Regions from separate parts of the Mus musculus genome. Here regions 1 and 2 are each linked to region 3. Evidence: chromatin contacts called from public HiChIP or PLAC-seq and promoter capture Hi-C data. All regions are on one chromosome and are shown on one strand. Each heading gives the region's core, a stretch centred on a gene start, on an enhancer-like site or on the middle of the called end of the contact. The rest is flanking DNA. Distances are from core to core; before and after follow the strand shown.

Region 1 (4,623 bases), core at 2,006-4,505, 240 kb after region 3:
AATGATGTTTGGTAATTGTAGAAAAAGTAAATGTGTCTCAGGATCACTATTACTGCTGTTGCCACTAGTGATTCCTAGGAAATACATAATTGACTTTTTCCAACAAAATGTATATTATTACATGTTAGATAATAAGAACAATTGTCCCGTGAATGATTCTATGAAGCTATGCATCTTAGACCTCTTGAGCTGTGAATTAGCACTATTTTCTATGGTTACTTATTATCTATTGTTTTATACTTTCTATGTTCATTTCAAATAATGTTAATGTTATTCAATCATTTTCTGAATTGTTAACTCTTATTCTTTGGTTTAAATACTGAAACATGATTAATTGCTAACTACAGCTTAGAAACCCAATATCAGTTGTACTTAACATCTTTAAGAGCATGATCATAAAGGCTATTTTGACAGTTCATTTTAACATTTAGAGTTGATAAGGGTTTATATCTCATCTGTCCATATTGTTTGCAAAGGAACAAGGTTTTATGTAGGTGAGAGAAAGCATTTGTACGAAGTTAGATTTGAACATAGATAAGATAGGTTATTCCAGTTGAGAATATTGTTCGAAGAATGTCTGTGAATGCAGACATGGGTCCTGCTTAGTGCCATAGGTAGACTGAGTCTTCTGTAAGTCATCATTACATAGTAATTTTGGTTCTGAATTTTACATTAAATTATTTGAATATATACAGACCTAAATTTTAAAATCTGTACATATATTATTTTGATGTATTAAGATTGATAATATTGCTGATTTAAATTTTATTTATGCACATACTTAAAGGACAGAAATGTCTGGTAAAGTAATTGTTAAATAATGATATGTAGCTTTTTAACTTTTTAAATAAATAAGATTTTTTAATGTGGGTCTCCCTCAGGGTTGTTTAAAGTTGTTTGTTTTCCTCCCTTACATATAAATAAATAATGGTAACCGGTTTCTATCTTGTAGCACCAACTGCTGTAAGGGAATGCTGCAGACAGTGCTTGGGCGAGTGTGGCGCCAACAAGCCTGAGATTCAAACGCTTTCCATTTAAGCAAACCTCTTCTTGTTTTTATACTTCATTTTGTTTCCCATGTTGATGAAAGTACTGCACAGTTTCAAAGGCATGGTAAATAATGTGTTTCTTTCATATATATTTTTTTCCAAAAGCAGCAAAAATTCATATCCAGTGAAGATCAACTTCAAGCTTTAGAGAACATCTAATATCTCATGCATGCAGTTTTGTTGTATCAATTAAAAGGGTTTTGTATATTTATGGTGGGAGGCTACTGGGAACTTTTAACAAAATAGGGAATTAACTTTTGTACAGTCTGGGCATTTACATGTATTTTTAATGTATTACAATTTGGTAATTATGTGCACATGAAATTAATAAAAGTTACTTCCTGTTATAATTTGTGAATTCCCTGAGACCGTGGATTTTTTTTAAGTAACTTTATATATCAGAAATGACACATCTTTATATTTTTAAAATTGTATTGCTGCTCAAGAATGGTACCCTTTTGTCAAAAAGGTAGATATTCATAATTGTACATTCAGCATTGTAAATACCATATGAAATCCTTTTTGATTAAAGCTATTCAAAATAAAAAATTTTAATGAATTAAATATGTCAATATTTTTTCCTGGATCCTTACACACTTGTTTGATTATGTGGCTACAGCTAGCTCTCTCAGAAACAGTTTCACTGTAGATGGGGTTTCGTTGTTTTTGCCTGGGAGGCTGGTTGAGAGGAAGGCAGCTTGGCTATTTAGTTTGATGGACTGGTTGGGGGAAGAGCTGGCTGGCTGGTGCACACTGCAAGCAGAATGGCAGTTGGGGACTCTGGGGTTGCTGCTTGGTGAAAACCAGAGCCAGCCAGACTTTTTGAAGTAAGGTCCAGGGATCCCTCTGCCTACTGTGCTTAGCTCCCCTTGTGAAGTTCCAGGGATTGAATGAGTCTTCATGCTTACAAGGCAAGCATTTTGCTTATCTAGCTATCTCCCCAGGCTCTGGATCTTGTTCTTAAAGTGGGTGAAAAGTGGAAAATAGTGATAGAAGCATATTTAACGTAACTCTGCCTCTTAGGTACATACAAAGAGATCTGTACCCCTGGATCTGAATGCTAAGGGAAACAGCGTGAGAGCATTTAAAGGAATTGGTGGGTATTCCCCCTTGGAGGGATCTACTTGATAATCTGTGACTTGACAACCAATAGATAATAGCACTTATAAAGAATGTCTATGTTATAGTTACATATAGGAAAAATGAGCACAGCTGGACATTGTGATGCATTCTTTGTGATTCCCAAACTCTAGGACACTAAGGCCAGAAGATTGTAAATTTGAAGCTAGCATGAGCTACATATACATAGCCAAGTTGTTGAGAGAAAAATAGACATAAAAGGGGAACTCGAGTTTCTCAGAAGCTGAAGAACAGGTGGCCCTTCACTGTAAAGAAAGACATCAAGTTTGTCATTATACAGAAATGCAACGTTATAAAGCATATTGAGACCATAGGTTGGTAGATTGGTATGCCATTTTGCTCTTTGGGCTGAGCCTAAGCCTAAGGAATAGGCATCATGGAAACAATCTGAATGACCAGGATTGAAGTCCAGGTCAGAGACGTGAAGACCAGGAGTTCTTACACACAGTGTGGCACTGTGGCAATACAACCACGGTGGTAGGCAGTTTGACATTAAGTTAAACTGAACACGAACCCTTGAGCAATGCTATTACTGAACATGTTTGACAATGGCTAGACCAACCATTGGGGGCGGGCATTTGAGAATTCATTGGCCTTATTTAAGAAATAAAATGTTGAGCAAAAGAGATGGCTCATCAGGTAAAGATACCTCCCAAGACATGGTGTGAGTCCTTGGGAACCTACGTGGAGGAAGGTGAGAACCAATTGCCTAAAGTTTTCTGACACCCACAAGTGAGGCACTGCCACATGCACCCACATACTCCTGCACAGGAATGAGTTAGTGCAATGTAGCATGGAAAAAAACCAAAAGTGTGGCCCATGTAATGACAGCCTGCTATTTCTGGGAAAACTTAGGCCCTCTACTCTCTAGCTTTTACAAAAGGACTTTTAACTATGGACTCTGAAAGTTTGAAAGCTCTTGTCATTAAAACCTAGAATATGCCCTATGGAGATAGTCTTTTTCTTGACTTTTTATCTGGTAAGGTCTTTATCTTGAGGATGCAAGAATACTTCCCTCTTCCTCTCTGAAGTGCCAAGTCACAAGCAGAGCTGCAAGCCTTTCAGTCAGTCCAGGGTGCAGAACTGCTTCAGGTAAGGCCAAATATTCTTAAATTAGTGTATGCAGTTAGAGGCTCAGTCTGTATAGGGGCAGAAGGAGACCTGGTACAAGAAACAGTACAAATTTTTACTTGGGAAACAGAGTAAACTAGTATTACTGTGTGCTTCCTGGGTAACTCAATGCCCAGAGTAGTTTTATTAAGCAGCTTGGTGTATAAGCAAACAGTAGCTCATTATTTAAATGTGTGAGTCAGAAAAACATCTTCAAATGCTACTTATGTGACACTTAAATTAACCTCATGTACACTGGAGCGACCAGCCTACTGCACTCGTGTTACTGTAACAGTGCAAAGTTCAGAAAAGCATGGCATAAAGCAATGGGCATTATCACCTGCACCACTGGGCTCCGGGCCGGGAGTTACAAAACGGTGTAATGAGTTGTGGGGTGTTGGTACTTTGAAAATATGTAAGAAATTGAATCTAGTGGAAGTGGGCCTTGCTGCGGTTCTCTTGCTGACTGTTGGGGATAAAGCTCCCTGCTTAACTTGTTAAAGTCAGTGACACAGCCAGTCCCAGGAGGCGTTGCTTTCTATTCTCTGAAAAAGACCGTAGCAATTTTAATTCGTTCTGTAACGATTTTAAGGTATTCTGTAGCTTGAAAATGCCCAAATGTCAATGCTCTAAACAGAACCGGGGAGATGGCTGACTGGATAAAAATGGGAACCTGTAAGACTGATCTACTCTCCAATACCCACATATGCTGAATAGAAAAGTAATTTTTTTTTAATCAGCCTTTGTAAGATAGAGGAAGACTTGGTTGTATCTGAGCGTTCCAAGGCCGTGAGAGTGCTGGCCCAAAAACTGTGCTTGCAGCAGTGCGTGCAGGGCTCCAGGATATGCTCTGAGCCTTGTTTTTGCTCTTGCATTTCAGACATGCTAAGAAGCGCCCTGCTGTCCGCGGTGCTCGCACTCTTGCGTGCCCAACCTTTTCCCTGCCCCAAAACCTGCAAGTGTGTGGTCCGCGATGCCGCGCAGTGCTCGGGCGGCAGCGTGGCTCACATCGCTGAGCTAGGTCTGCCTACGAACCTCACACACATCCTGCTCTTCCGAATGGACCAGGGCATATTGCGGAACCACAGCTTCAGCGGCATGACAGTCCTTCAGCGCCTGATGCTCTCAGATAGCCACATTTCCGCCATCGACCCCGGCACCTTCAATGACCTGGTAAAACTGAAAACCCTCAGGTTGACGCGCAACAAAATCTCTCGTCTTCCACGTGCGATCCTGGATAAGATGGTACTCTTGGAACAGCTGTTCTTGGACCACAATGCACTAAGGGACCTTGATCAAAACCTGTTTCAGCAACTGCGTAACC
Region 2 (4,550 bases), core at 891-3,390, 190 kb after region 3:
TAGCAGCTTGCATAGCACCTTTTAGCAGTAGGGAAGCTATTCACAGGAGAAGTTTCTAGCTCAGTTCCAACCTGATTTCTCAGTGTATGTTGTCATCAGCAGTGGGGTTTTAGCATCTAGTTCTGGTGATGGCCAAGATCTGTTTTTAAAGGAAGCCAACATTTGTTTCTTTCCCTGCAGTTATCTTCACCTGTTGTGTGAAGCATAGCACCTTTCAAGCCACTGTAGAAATGGACAAAGAAGAAAGGAAGACTATCAACAAGGGTCAAGAAGATGAAATGGTAACTAACTTTCATAATTTTCTAGGGAGTAAAAGTATACAGTTAAAGAAAAACCAACATAGGCTGAGGGATAGCCCAGTGGTGGTGTATTTGTCTACCTAATGTACCGAGGCTCCAGGTTTGCTCGATAGTGAAACACCCACTCACAACACACAAATCGGAATCTCTGTATCCTGACTAAGGCTCTGTGTGTGTGTGTGTGTGTGTGTGTGTGTGTGTGTTCGTGTGTTCGTGTGTTCTTTCTTTGTTTTAGACAGCAAAGTTTCACTATAAAGCCATGGCTGTCCTGGAACTTGACCAGGCTGCCTTCAGTCTCAGAGTTCTACCTGCTTGTGCTTTCCAAGTAAGTCCTAGAATTAAAGACACGAGCCATTATTTGCCAGGACTTGAGGTAGTGGTGGTGGTTGTTGTCATTTCATTTCATTTGATTGATTGATTGATTGATTTTTGAGGCAGGGTTTCTCTGAGTAGCCCTGGCTGTCCTGGACCTCTCTGTAGAATAAGCCTCAAACTCAGAGATCAGCTTTTCTCTGCTTATCTAATGTTGGGATTAAAGTTATGCTCCATTGTCTCCTGATACTTGGTTTAACTAATTAATTAATTAATTTTGGTTATTTGAATTGAGGTTATATCATTTATGTTGGTTGGATTTTTAAAATAATTCATTTGTATGTACACTGGTGTTTTGCCTGCATGTATGTTTGTTTCAGGTGTCAGAAGCCCTGCAGCTAGAGGTATGAGCTGCCATATGTGGGTGCTGGAATTGAACCCAGGTTCTCTAGAAGAGCAGCTCTTAACACCGAGCCATCTCCAGGCCTGCATAGTTTGGATTTTACTATAGAGCCTTTTCAAAGTTTTTATTTTGTTTTAATTGTTGAAGGTTTTCGTTTTCTCTTGTAGTTTAATCACAGTGAACAGTGAGTGGCCAGTTTCTTTTTCCATCAGAAGCACGCCTCTCCTCCAGCGTAACAAGTTTCCTCCTGAGGGGAGACAGGGTTTTCAAACACCTCAGTCCTTATCCTGAGAAACAAGTAACTTTAGATGCATTTCATAGCTATGTGACATAGTGGGAGCGTTCAAGTTAGAACAGTAATAAACAAACACACACACACACACACACACGCACACACACACACGTATATATGAATAACAGAACTTGAGCAAAGCCCACTTGGTTCCAAGAGTTTTTCTCCTTCTCTTCCTCTTTTTCTTCCTTCTTCATCCTCTTCCTCTTCCTCCTTTTGACAGTTTCATTACTTTTTAACTTTTTCTTTTATTGAAAATAGTTTTTTCCCATTCCATCTATTCTGATTATGGTTTCCTCTTTTCTCTGTTCCTCCCAGTTCCATCTACTTATCCCATTTAGATCTACCCAATTTGTCTAAATAGAAAACAAAAAGGCATCTAAGGGAAAATAATAAAACAAAATATTATAAGATAAATTAAAAAAAAAAGAAAGCAACAAATGAGAATAAGGCAAAACAAGCAGAAGGAAAAGAGACCAGGGGAAGGCACAAGAGGTAGCCATAGACACAGAGACACATGTCTGCCATCCAGGAATCCCATAGATACACAAAACTGGAAGCCATAATATATATTCACAACCTGCAGGACAAAAAGAATAAGTAAAAGTTAAAGAAAGAAAGAAAGAAAGAAAGAGAGAGAGAGAGAGAGGGAGGGAGGGAGGGAGGGAGGGAGGGAAAGGGGAAAAGGGGGGAAAAGAGAGGGGGGGAAAAGGGAAAAAGGAAAGGAAAGGAAAGGAAAGGAAAGGAAAGGAAAGGAAAGGAAAGGAAAGGAAAGGAAAGGAAAGGAAAAAGCCCTGACAGGACATTATGAAGCAAGGTGCGTTCAGTGATGCTGATGGGTTTGGTTTTGTTGGTCTCCACTGCTGAGTGTGCAGTCTACTCTTAAGGTGGGTTGTTTCCCCAGGGTCTCACTTTGTTTTTCAGCTAATCTAAATACACTCTGTTGTTCAGAGTGGGATCGTCCTTTACTCAGCTTCTGTGCTGAGTGCTGCTGTGATGGGAAGCACAGCCATCATGCTTAGTTCCTCTTTCCTGTTTAAAGTGATAGCAGCTGGGGAAAGACATGGTTTTGTATGTGGTGATTTAAAATGTTAGTTAGTGCTAAAATATCTCCAATAAAAGTCTCGGTCGGTCGGATGGTCCATCATTCCGTCAATTGGTCTGTCTTTCTTTCTGTGTCTTTGTCTCTGACTCCTTCTCCCCCTCTCCCCCTTTCCCTCTCCTTCTCCTCCTCTCCCTGTACCTCTCCCCTTCCCGTCCCCCTCCCCCTCTTCTTGAGACAGGGTCTCTTTATGTAAATCAGGTTTTCCTGGGATTTGTTTCCTACTTCTGGAAGTGCCTTCTAGGTGCCACCATACCTGGCTGTCTATGTAGGTACACATGTACCATAGTGTGTATGTGGTGGGTGTCAGAAGACAACTTTTCTGAAGAGTTTTTTAGGTTTTAAAAGTTGCTTTAGTGATTGAACTTAGGTCAGCATGCGTGGTAAGCACATTTAGTCTCTGAGACATCTTGCTGGTTCCCCAAGTAAAGATTTCTATTTGTGGTTTATAAAGTTAAAAATTCAGTTCAATTAAAACAAAAACTCTGGCTGGAGAGATGACTCAGTTAAGAGCAATGACTGCTCTTCCAGAGGTCCTGAGTTCAATTCCCAGCAACCACATGGTGGCCCACAACCATCTGTAATGGGATCTGATGACCTTTTCTGGTGTGTCTGAAGATATTTTATGTACTCACATACATAAAATACATAAATCTTAAAAAAAAAAACCCACCAGAAACTCAGTTTTTTGTTAGGTTACCTTTAAAATAATCAAAGAATAAAGTTTTCTCCTTGCTCTATAGTTTAGGTTGGTTTCAAACTCACATTTCCTGTCCTGTCTTAGCCTCCCAAGTTCAGAGATTATAGGCATGTGTCACCACATGTCAAGTAATAAGTTGTAATTATCTCAGATGTTGCCATGGGATAAATAATTTCTATTGCTTGAAATTAAAACTTCAACAGCTTGAAATATTACATTTGGTAGCCCTTGTGGGTGAGAATGCAAGAATATTTAAATTAATTTGAGTTAGAGAGTGAAGTTAATTAATCCAATGGTGGCATTGGAACAATTTTCAAGTCACTTAAAACAAACAAAACCTATCCAAATGTAATGTGCTAGGCATGGAGATGCATACTTTGTAATTCTAGATGCAAGAGGCAGAGAAGCAGGAGGGTCATGAGCTGGAGGCCAACTTTGGGTACAGTCACCTATATCTGTGTGAGACCCTGTCTCATGGCAAGCACTTATACTGTCTGAGCCATCTCAACAGTCTAGGACCCTGTCTCAGTTCATCCAGTCAGCCCAGTGAGGGAGTGAATCAGTCAGTCAGTGACTGCAGTGTATTGATAGTACAGGAACACTGATTTTGACAGAAGCACCAGATGTTAGGGTCATGGGAAAGTGGATGGAAGGGTCTGTATGAAACACTGATATTTTTACAGTTTGCTATAAGTGTAAAGTGGTTACAGAATAAAAACTTTATTTTTAAAAACCCACCTGAAAACTTAAGTTTTTAAAAATGAAATGATAAAATTATAAGGAACAAAGCTGGTGAGTTGGGTTGGTGGGTGGTTAAGAGCACCGGATGCTCTTCTGGAGGACCCAGGTTTGATTCTTAGCACCCACATTGGAGCCTATAACCATCTCTATGTAACTCAGTTTCTAGGGGGCATCCAATGCCCCTTCTGGTTGTCAGGCATTGTACACACATGATGTATAGACAGAAGGCAAAAAACCCATACACATAAAATAAATATATATATATATTTATTTCTCATTAATCATATATATATGTGATGTGTTAGTAGCAAAGAATTATTAGCCATAAATAAAACATGATCAACAAATTTTACTGTTAAATCTAAAATTTGTGTGATGAACTTACTGAAAATAACAGGTAAATTAGCAGTTGAGAAAATACAGTTTATATGCAAAGAAAATAATATGTAACTGAGAGCAATTTTTTAGTTTATCTGCCTTATCATTTGCTCATCCTGTGATTGCCATTTCTGTGCAGGAGATACATGGCTATAACTTATGCCGCTGGAAGCTTGCCATGGTTTTTGTAGGAGTGATTTGTACTGGTGGTTTTCTCCTCCTCCTCCTCTACTGGCTGCCTGAGTGGCGAGTGAAAGCCACATGTGTTAGAGCTGCAGTTAAAGACTGTGAAGTGGTGCTTCTCAGGACAACTGTAAGTCCAT
Region 3 (3,962 bases), core at 434-2,933:
GGCAGGGGAGGGAGGGAGAGAGAGATGAGCACATAGGAGAAAGAGAGACAGCCCAAGAGGGAGGGAAGGAGGGAGGGAGGCAGGGAGGGAGGGAGGGAGGGAGGGAGGGAGGGAGGGAGGGAGGGAACAAGAAGCTGAGCCATGGTCTTCCTCCCATCACATCAGCTGAGTTTTCTTCCCTGTCTTAGAGCCCGACTTCCTTAGGATGACAATAAGATTAACTTCCATTGGTGGTTTGTGTCACTGCTTGAACTTCAGGGTTTCTAGTGTCACAGGAGGACAAAGGGAGGTGCCATTGTCTGGATTTTAAGTAGGAACTTTTTTGTTTTTGTTTTTGTTTTTCAAGACAGGTTTCTCTGTGTAGCTCTGGCTGTCCTGGAACTCACTCTGTAGACCAGGCTGGCCTCGAACTCAGAAATCCGCCTGCCTCTGCCTCCCAAGTGCTGGGATTAAAGGCATGTGCCACCACTGCCAGGCAAGTAGGAACATTTTAAAGATAGGTTCAGTTCTCTGCTCCAAGTCCCAGCTCCAGGGAGCAGAGGGTGAATTCCAGTCCGTGACGGCAGAGGGGATGTAGTAGATATGGCTACACCGTCATGCACTGACAGCTGCACATATGTGCCTATGTGTGTCTGTGTGTGTGCATGCCTGTGTGTGTTTGTATGTGTGCATTCAAGTGTGGAGTTCAGACAATATGTGTGGTCAGTTATTTCCTCTCTTCCATTAGATGGAAGATTAGATTGAACCCAGGTCTTCAGGCTTGGCAGCAAACACTTTCGCCCCTCGTGATACTACCAAGTTGGTGGTTATGTTTCTCCCTTACACACCCACCCTACCCCTCCCCACCCCACCCCACCCCACTCCACCCCCGAGTAGCCAGGGTTTCTCTGTGTAGCCTTGGCCGTCCTAGAACTCACTCTGTAGACCAGGCTGGCCTTGAACCTAGAGATCCTCTTGCCTCTGCCTCCCAGTGCCAGGATTAAAAGTGTGCACCACCACTCCTGGCTTTGTGGCTAAGTTTAAATATATGGAATTGGAGTGCGTGTGATCATTTAGACCACAGCGTTTTCTTTGCAGTAGACATCAAGGTGGATGGCTGTTGCACAGTCCCAGTACCTGGGAGGCTGAAGCGGGAAGAGTCTTTGAGTTGGCGGCCCACCAGGGCTACACAGTGAACTCCAGGTTAGCCTGGACCACGTGGCAAAACCCTGCCTCAAAAGTAAATAAACAGTGAAGCCACCGTCAAGCTGTGCTCTAAGCAAACTTACTGAAATCGAAGACAATTTGAAAATATTCTAATGGTTTCCTTTAGCGAAAAACCATCCATGTACCTGAATTGTGCGGCACCGTGGTTGGATGGGAGCGGCACATTTCAAGTTTAACCCCTTTCTGGCCGGGGTGGCGCAAGGCGTGCCCTTGACAGCTTCAGCAGAGGGGAAGGAGGAAGCAGAGGCGATGTGTACCCCATCCGTCCCCCACCCCACACTTTTGTGCTGCATCTTTTCAACCAGGGACAACGCTCCTCGGGGTTCCCTCCATCCCCCCACTAGCGCTGGTCCGCGCCAGAGTATTGTCTGGCTTTGGAACCGGGCGAACCCGCAAAGGGACTGGGTGCTGGCGGGGCCCTCCTTTGTGCAGCGGCCGCGCGCGGCTCTACCGCTAGGGGGCAGCCTGCACCCCGCAGAGCCCCACAATAGGCGAGGCTGGGGAGCCGCGCGGTCCGGGAACTTTCCCCGGGGTCGGCGGAGGCTCGGCCGTGCCATGGAGGAGGGGGCTAGCGCCGCGCCCCCGCTCTTGAACTGGGACTACCTGGAGCGCTGCTTCGCCCGCCGCCGCGTCTGCATCTCCTTCGGCCTGTGGATCTGCGCCGCCTGCTGCTGGATCGCTGCCCACACGCTGTAATGGGGACGGGACCCGCGCGAGGGGTGGCGGGCCACCCGCGGGGGCGACTGGGCGTCACTCGCCTCGGCTCCTCTAGGAAGCCTAGGGGGAAGGGGCGTACAGGGGGCGTCCTGCAGGTAGCTCAAGTCCGAGTTCGGATCTGACATTGCTATGTGGACTGAAGTGGAGTCCTTTCTGGACTCCGCGCACCGGGGAAGCTGGGCTGCGAGCCGGCAGCAGGAGGCTGGGTGGTGCAGTGGATGCGGGCTTGGAACAGCTTCTATTGTCAGCCTTTTCCTGGTTGTTGGCGGTGTGAGGGGAGCAAGTGTAAGCCTTTGGGTCTCCTGTGAATGAGGATATGCCTCATAAAATGAATGTGAGGATTAAATAAGGCATAGCAGGCAAAGGACTTAATACGTGCTCATTAAACACCATTACCGCTCTGGCTCTACCACCCACCCTTAGGGACCCTAGCAAGTCCCTCGATGTTTTCTACTTTTAATTTATCCAAAGCTCTTTATGCCAAGAGGTGAGGCAGTGGTTATCTGACTCTGGCCACAGTTTTTGCTTTTGTCTGTCTCCCGGTGGTTTGGCCAGGCAATCCCTGTAGCCTGGGTTCTGTGAGAGCATAGCCTCCAGGTCTTCAGCCACCCTGTCCCCACGCACAGAAACCCAGAGACAGTTTCCAGGGTGGTGCCACCCAAGTATACCCAGGCGGGGGAGAGTGTACAGCATCCCTCTATCCCGACTCCTGCAACTGGCTCACCTTAGCGCTCGGTGGACAACCCCCTCAAGACTGTCTGTAGTGGTTCAGAGAGTCAGCAGTCCATTGCCTAGAGACTGGAGTCCAGGACAGACACTCTGGGCCTGAGTTACATTTCTTCGTCCTCTTGCTCCTCGCCTGCCCCTGTCCCTAAGGCAGGTGCTGTTATCAATCGGATGAGGAGCCTGCTTCCTGAGTGAATAATAATCCTGCCTGTGACTCAGGTAGGCATCAGGGATTGAGCTCTCTGAGGTAGAGGGCTCTGCATGCATGGTCTCCTTTGTTCCGTAGCCATCCTATGCAGCCAACACAGGTAGGCATGCTCACCCCTGGAAACCATGGCTTACAGAAGTGAACTAGTGTGCTTAGAATGGCCGACTTTTGCCCTGCCTGAGGCTAGATGTGCCTCTCTGTTCTCTCTGTACCCCATCACTCCTGAACCCCTCTCCCCCTGTCTTTCTGCAGAGAATGGATCTTGGGGGGCAGGTTGCTAGGTTAAGGTCAGTCTGGGAGTCCTGGCCCCTGAGAGCACAGGGCATAGGGTAAAGCCCTGAGTGGTGAAGCTAGAGGCCTGCCGCTGGCTCACATCATCACCCCAGGCTGCAGGGTCTCCTCTCTCCAATGCAAAGGTTGAAGTAAAGCGTTGTTCATTTGGGTCCACATCTCTTACCCGACCAGTCTTCACTCCTCGAGCTTGCATTGGTTTTAATACCCAGAGCTTAGATTTATAGCTGACGGGTGACACCCTGAGCTTCAGGCTTGGGGCTGGCAGACACAGAGATGTTTAAGGTGTTGGGTAACAACCTTCTTTCTGTAATTATGATCCTTGGGACTGATGCTCAGAACCTAATCTATGGAATCAGAGCCAACCACTCTGCCTGAGCGGATGAAGCCGAAGCCGCTCCCAGCCCATTTCTCTATAAAATCCAGCATGGTTACTGAAACTCAAGTGTGGTGGTGACAGCACTGGTGATATTGCCAGAGAGACCCTGCCCACTGTATGACCCAGGTTCATGAAGGTAGGGAGAGGTGCTGTAGGAGAAAAGCCAGCAGTTTGGAGACCTAGGGAGAGGAGCCCGGAGCACCGTGCTGTTATTCAGTTTGGTTTCCCCTGCTTTATGAATATGCTCAAATTGCTCAGCTGGAAGAAGCTGCCACCCACTGCACAGATGGGTAAGGCGGATCTGACTCTAATTTCAAAGAAACAAATCGCCTTTTAAATTTAGGTAATTACCACTATAGTTAGCTGCAGTGCTAGGGTGGCTTTTAGATCCTGTTTCCCTTTCAGAAGATAAAACCTGACGGCTGGACTGGAGAA

The links. HiChIP or PLAC-seq counts read pairs in DNA pulled down with a chosen protein or histone mark. Capture Hi-C pulls out chosen DNA fragments and counts their contacts.
Region 1: a promoter capture Hi-C map of pancreatic islet shows a contact between it and region 3. The contact joins the promoter of Gp5 here to the promoter of Tmem44 in region 3. A contact is called at or near these places in 12 of 39 promoter capture datasets (the 3T3-L1 cell line, 3T3-L1-derived adipocytes, the C10 cell line and 7 more), 4 of 15 datasets of contacts at CTCF or cohesin (CD8 T cells, the NIH/3T3 cell line, embryonic stem cells and 1 more), 1 of 484 Hi-C or Micro-C datasets (bone marrow-derived macrophages), 7 of 115 datasets of contacts at active chromatin or transcription factors (effector CD8 T cells, embryonic stem cells, extraembryonic endoderm stem cells and 3 more) and 3 of 9 other capture datasets (adipose tissue, liver and pancreatic islet).
Region 2: an H3K4me3 HiChIP or PLAC-seq map of bone marrow-derived macrophages shows a contact between it and region 3, with 5 times the contacts expected there. The contact joins the enhancer-like site here to the promoter of Tmem44 in region 3. A contact is called at or near these places in 19 of 39 promoter capture datasets (the 3T3-L1 cell line, 3T3-L1-derived adipocytes, the C10 cell line and 12 more), 1 of 15 datasets of contacts at CTCF or cohesin (the NIH/3T3 cell line), 1 of 484 Hi-C or Micro-C datasets (bone marrow-derived macrophages), 13 of 115 datasets of contacts at active chromatin or transcription factors (bone marrow-derived macrophages, craniofacial prominence, embryonic basal ganglia and 8 more) and 4 of 9 other capture datasets (adipose tissue, liver, macrophages and 1 more).

Annotation. Positions count from the first base shown.
Region 1 is chr16:30,309,413-30,314,035 of GRCm38.p6, reverse strand. It overlaps Gp5 (glycoprotein 5 (platelet)), which reads left to right and starts at 3,255. Exons shown (of 2, transcript NM_008148.4): 1 at 3,255-3,281; 2 at 4,180-4,623. The coding sequence starts at 4,182. It overlaps Atp13a3 (ATPase type 13A3), which reads left to right. Exons shown (of 34, transcript NM_001128096.1): 34 at 1-1,613.
Region 2 is chr16:30,362,566-30,367,115 of GRCm38.p6, reverse strand. Atp13a3 (ATPase type 13A3) reads left to right here. Exons shown (of 34, transcript NM_001128096.1): 3 at 181-281; 4 at 4,367-4,540. The coding sequence starts at 231. Among named protein-coding and RNA genes, the nearest start is that of Atp13a3, 24 kb to the left of the region's middle. Within about 2 kb of position 2,140, at least 4 of the 459 cell types and tissues checked have an H3K27ac peak or open chromatin away from gene starts, as enhancers often do. A contact at or near this core is called in bone marrow-derived macrophages, where this site is marked.
Region 3 is chr16:30,548,299-30,552,260 of GRCm38.p6, reverse strand. Tmem44 (transmembrane protein 44) reads left to right here and starts at 1,683. Exons shown (of 11, transcript NM_001384248.1): 1 at 1,683-1,898. The coding sequence starts at 1,762.